Regions from separate parts of the Macaca mulatta genome. Here region 2 is linked to region 1. The links are chromatin contacts, called in public Hi-C maps. All regions are on one chromosome and are shown on one strand. The core of a region is the stretch at or near the end of the contact, and the rest is flanking DNA. Distances in the headings are between cores, read along the strand shown.

Region 1 (2,780 bases), core at 146-2,645:
CTCACTGACGCCCACTTCATTAAGGTCACTGTGAAACCAGCATGACATCTGTGCCAGAGGTACAGGAGAAAACACGGGTGTCTTCCACCTCGCTGTACGGAGGTAAATAAACATCCCAAGTACAAGAAATACTCTCTCCCCTCTTCACCACCAGCCACCAACCTGATAGATCTGCACACAGTTTACATTCGCAGAAATAGTAGCCACTTCCCTTATAGGCTTCTATCTCCCTGTTTTCAGCACAAATACCTACATCGTGTGTCTTTCCCAATGCAGGGAGCTGCCGAAAGCCAAATCTGACCAATATAAACAGGAAGAGATGCCGTTGCCAGAGATGGAGTCGGCTTACATTAAAGTCTGGCTATGATTTATGAGGAGATTACATTCTGGACTAATAAATATCATTCCCTAATCTCTTGGAGTTTGACACTCAAAACTCTCATGTGCATATTAATAGATATTAATAATGCTTCTTCCTCCGTGTCCTCTGGACAAGTCTCCTCTGTCTCCATATTCACTCCAAAAATGAAGAGCCGGGAGCAGGTCAAACAGGTCTTCCCTACGGAATCTCTTTGTAGGGAGACAGACGAGGCCCTTCCTAAAGGGTCTTGAATGATCCCGCAAGCCCCTCCAGCCCCTTCCAGTTTTGGGGTGCTGCTGTGGAGAAGGCAGTGGCTCCTGAGGGAGGTAGAGGGCAGAGGAGCAAAGCAGGAAAAGGGCCCAGGAAGAAGGGGACTCCCCCACCCCCAATTGGTGCATGCCTGGTGCCTGGGAAACAAGCAAACGGCTCTGGGCAGGGATGCAAACCATCATCCCAGCAGTCACACGAGCAACCCACCTGGTACCCCCTGCACCCAAGGCACGGACCCCCTCCTCCAGCATCCTGAACCTCTGAACTCGGGAGACCCGCGCTGCAGCCCCAAGATCCAGCTCCAAAAACCTGGAGCCAAAGGTGCCAGAGACAGCAAAAAAACTCATCCTGAGACTGGCGGGCTGCTGGGGCAGAGAGGGACGCGCACGGTCCCCAGGGAGCACAGCCTATGAACCAGGCAGGAAGCCGGCGGCCACGGTCCGCATTCCGTGCCGCACTCCAAAGCCCACCCTATCCAAGGCATCTTCCTTCTCGAGTGTCCCCTTCTCTGGGGGTGGGGGGAGGCAAGAGAAGAGACCAAGCTGGGGCTGCCTTACCCAAAAGCCCAGTGCCCAGCCATCTCGCCGGGGCTTTGCCTCGGTCCCCAGCCCCGGGCATAGTCCTGTTCTCTCCGGAGGGCGCGGGGGGGAGGCGGGGGGCGCGGGGATGGGATACTGGGCACAGCCGCGCTCTCCGCCCGAGGTCGGTGTTCCGCCACGAAGCTACCCCGGAGCTCTGCGCCGCGGGTCGGGGCTCGGGAAAGTTAGCGGGCAGAGAGCGAGAGGAGGGGGAGGAAAGGAGCGGAGGGGGAGGCGCGCTCGCCCGCTGCTGGGAGCCGGCTGCTGGAGCCGCGGCGGGAGGGAAGGAGGAGGAGGAGCCGGAGCAGGAGCGGGAGGAAGACTGAGCGAGCGCAGCGGCGAGCGAGGCTGCGCCTTTGCTCTGGAAGCGCTCCAGCCGCAGGAGGGGCGGTGGCCGCCGCGGAGCCCAGGGAGCTTCCGGGCGCGCCCCGCCTCGCGGTCCCGGAGCCCCGGGACCAGGCCATACCCCCAACTCCCTCTCCGGTGGGGTTGGCTGCTGCGGCTGGCACTGCAGGGCCGGCCTGCAGCCACCCGCATCATCCCATGCGCTGAGCTGCCAATTAGGAACATAGTTCAGAGGGGAGTAGAGGTGGAGCTTTTCGGTTGTTGGAAGGCTGTTTTGTTCTGCTTGGGGGAACACGGGAAGGTTAGTGGCTTCCTTTCCCAGGACCGCCAAGAGACCGCTCTAAAGTCCGCAGCGGACACTGCAACAACGGGTGGGCGTGTGCGGGCTTGCCTACTGCAGCCTGCGCCTCCTCGGTGGCCGTGCGATTTGGCGCGCGTGCAGCTTCGGGACCCGCTCCCGCCACCTTCAGCCCCATCGCTCAGCAACTCCGGCGGTTGTTTTAGGAAGCCCGGAACAGAGCTTTCCAATTGCAAACTGCCCCCGCCCTCCCTTCCCCCACCCGCCACCCCGCCCCACGTTTCTCCATGGACCCCTTGGAAATCGCCATGCTCCAGGTTAGGGAGCAGGACGGCCGGCTCCTGGTCTGTGTCCTGCGCCCCATTTCCCTCCCCCTGCACCCTGCTCCTCATTTTTCCTACCTAGGCCCTCCCCCTCAGACTCTGCCTTTTCGCCCTCCTCCAACTCTCCGGTTTTCTTCGGAACCGCAGACTCCCTCGGCCTCCCTTTTGGGGTAGGGGTGCAGGAGTCCGAGGTGACAACCAGGTCAGAGGGCTGAGGCGAGGCTGTGAACGAGTAAGCCTTTTCCCAGACAGTCCCAAGTGAAAGAGTTTCACCTGAGCGGTGCTACTTGGGCTGGTGGTTCTGTAAATGAGTAGATCTCCTCCTGAGCACCTTTCCAACCATCCAAGACCCTCCCTGCATCACAGGCCATCTTTACTGTCTAGGACTGGTCCGAACTGGGAAACCTGCTCCCACTTCATGGTCTGACTTCTGCTGCAGGCGCACCAACACGCCACCTTCTTAACAGGGGTCTCTGGGTGGGCTTCGGAGTAATAGCGGACCCCTTGAGGTTGCAGGCAAAATGCTGAATGTCTGTTTGCTTTCTCAGGAGAGAGGGTCGCTGCCTTCCCTATAGTGGCACAGAGGCTCCGGCAGCGCCACCATT
Region 2 (2,799 bases), core at 83-2,582, 210 kb after region 1:
AATGCATAGGGTTTCAATTTCTCCACATCTGCCAACAATTACTTTCCTTTTTTTATATATAATAGCCATCCTAGTAGGTATTACGTTTTATTCTCATTTCCCTAAAGACGAGCGATGTTGAGCACTCTTTCATATGCTTATCCACAATTTGTACAGTTGGCCTTCCATATATGTGGACTCCATCTATGGATTCAACCAACCATGAATTGGAAATATTCCAAAACAAATTTCATCTGTACTGAACATGTACAGACTTTTTGTCATTATTCCCTAAACAATACAACACTATTTAGATTTACATTGTATTAGGTATTATAAGTGATCTAGAGATGACTTAGGCATATCTAGGATGACACAGGAGGATGTGCATAGTTTATATGCAAATACTGCATCATTTTGTATAAGGAACTTGAGCATCCATGGATTTTGGTACCCAGGGGGTCCTGAAACAAATCCCCCACAGATACCAAGTGGATAGTTATTCTCTTGGAATGTATCTTCTTTGGAGAAATGTCTATTCAAGTCCTTTGCCCTTTTTTGAACTGAACTGTTTGGGGTTTTTTTGTTCTTGTAGTTCTTTATATATTTTAGATATTAATCCTTTATCAGATATATGAGTTGCAACTATTTTCTCTCATTCTGTGAATTTTCACTTGCACAGCGCTTTTAACTCTTGAAAATTATTTCCTTTATTATTTATGTGTATCCTGATCTCTTGCCCTCGTGATCCGCCCGTCTCGGCCTCCCAAAGTGCTGGGATTACAGGCGTGAGCCACTGTGCCCGGCCATTTATGTGTATCTCAAAAACAACCTTGTAGGATGTATACCATCTCCACTTCACAGAGAAGAAAACTGAAATCCAATCAAAGATAGCACACTCCAAAGACTGCTCCGAAGACAGCACAATAACAAACTTTTAGTTGTTATTGCTATTAGTGTCATCCCTTTGAATAACAGAGAGTAACAGAAGCTGCTTCAAAAAGGTATAGGACTGGTGGGAAAATAAGAGAGCAGACCCCCAACAGAGGTTGCGAGCAGAGCCAGGGATCACAGTTTTATCTGCCCTCGGTACGCTGGTTTCCAAAACCCAGCCTCATATTCCACACTCCAAAGTGCACTGCCAGGTGGACCCACTCCCGTCCCGACAATCCGACCCCAGGCCACTTCCTGCCACTTCCGCCCCGCCTCCAGTCCGCAGCTATACAGCTAGCGCATGCGCTGTAGGCGGATTTGCGCGCCAGTCCCCCGGGTGAGCCTGCACACGGTGCTTCCGGCGCGGAGATGAACTTCCACAAACCCCGACGCTTGTTGATGACGTAACTTCCGGTTGATGTGCTGAGTCGGAAGTGGGAACCTTTCGGCCGCTGAGATTCTGTCGTGTCGTCGCTGCTAGCCCTTCAGGCTCTGGTAAGACAGGCAATAGCTTCAGGGGACGGGGTCATTGACTTTGCATTGTGATATTTTCTGCTAGTCCAATGCCACTTAATCCCTGTTCACTCTTATCTTCTCCAAATTCCTTCTCCTGTGCTTTCCTAACCAGGCACCTTCTCTTTCTTGAACTTCGACCCTGTCTGATTTGGAACCCCTTACAGTGCCCCAGCTTCTGATGTCTCTCTGTACATTTCTGTCCCCATCTTTGCCAAGCCCCTCCTGAACAGGCCGGAGCGCTATCATTGCATTATCTTTGACTTACTTTCTCTAGAACGTGCCCCAGGCGGGTGGATCTCCCTCCTTCCTGCGAATCCCTTATGGAACATGGAAGGATCAAATATGAAGAATAGATAACAAATAGGCAGATGCCAAGAAGATAAGATTAATCGCGAGTCGTAAGCAAACCAGTTGAAGGGTGTTGACATTTCTTAAGGCAGGTGATGAGTTCACCTCAGAAAACTCTTGGGTCACTCTGCTTCATGTTTCCTTGGGTTTAGAAGACACTTCTAAAATTGAGTGACCATGGCTCATGACCTTATATTTGATGAGCCTTCCCTTTAGGTTCAGTTGTATGCCCTGAGAGCAAGCATGTGTTTAGTCTCACTGTCATTTACTGTTTTGGCGTCACGTGGAAGCCCACCTGCGATAAAATGGGATCCAAGAAGGACTGCTGTCTGCTTTTTGACTTGACATCCTTCTAGGTTGCAGATAGATGTGTTGATGGAATTTTGTTGCCACATTCGTCTGGCCTAATAGTGTTAGGTGAAACATACAACAACGAAAATTGTTTTTTAATTTATATTTTAAGTTGATATTTTAATTTCTATTTTTAAATGATATATGTATTATTTACCAGGGCACAGACCTTATGGGAGGATATGATTTGATAGAGCTTGATTTTGACAATCCCAGTTTTACAAAGTGTTCCAGATATTTCTGTTTAAAAACAATACCGGCCGGGCGCGGTGGCTCATGCCTGTAATCCCAGCACTTTGGGAGGCCAAGGCGGGCGGATCACGAGGTCAGGAGATCGAGACCATCCTGGCTAACACGGTGAAACCCCGTGTCTACTAAAAATACAAAACATTAGCCGGGCGTGGTGGCGGGCGCCTGTAGTCCCAGCTACTCGGGAGGCTGAGGCAGGAGAATGGCGTGAACCCGGGAGGCGGAGCTTGCAGTGAGCCGAGATTGTGCCACTGCACTCCAGCCTGGGCGACAGAGCAAGACTCCGTCTCAAAAAAAAAAAAAAAAACCAAGTCTGATGTTAACACAGTTGTGTGTTCATGAGAGCTGACAATGGTCTTAAAGGATTAGTGGTACTATTCATAAACAAAGCTTGAATCAGGAGGAGGTGACAGAATTTTGTAG

Evidence for each region. Hi-C and Micro-C count contacts between places; a contact is called where the count stands out from the background.
Region 2: a Hi-C map of fetal cortex germinal zone shows a contact between it and region 1, with 3 times the contacts expected there. The contact joins the promoter of UBE4A here to the promoter of SCN4B in region 1. A contact is called at or near these places in 2 of 14 Hi-C or Micro-C datasets (fetal cortex germinal zone and fetal cortical plate).

What each region holds. Positions count from the first base shown.
Region 1 is chr14:118,823,513-118,826,292 of T2T-MMU8v2.0, forward strand. SCN4B (sodium voltage-gated channel beta subunit 4) reads right to left here and starts at 1,396. Exons shown (of 5, transcript XM_028834031.2): 1 at 1,189-1,396. The coding sequence starts at 1,249.
Region 2 is chr14:119,030,996-119,033,794 of T2T-MMU8v2.0, forward strand. It overlaps UBE4A (ubiquitination factor E4A), which reads left to right and starts at 1,333. Exons shown (of 22, transcript XM_077964377.1): 1 at 1,333-1,407.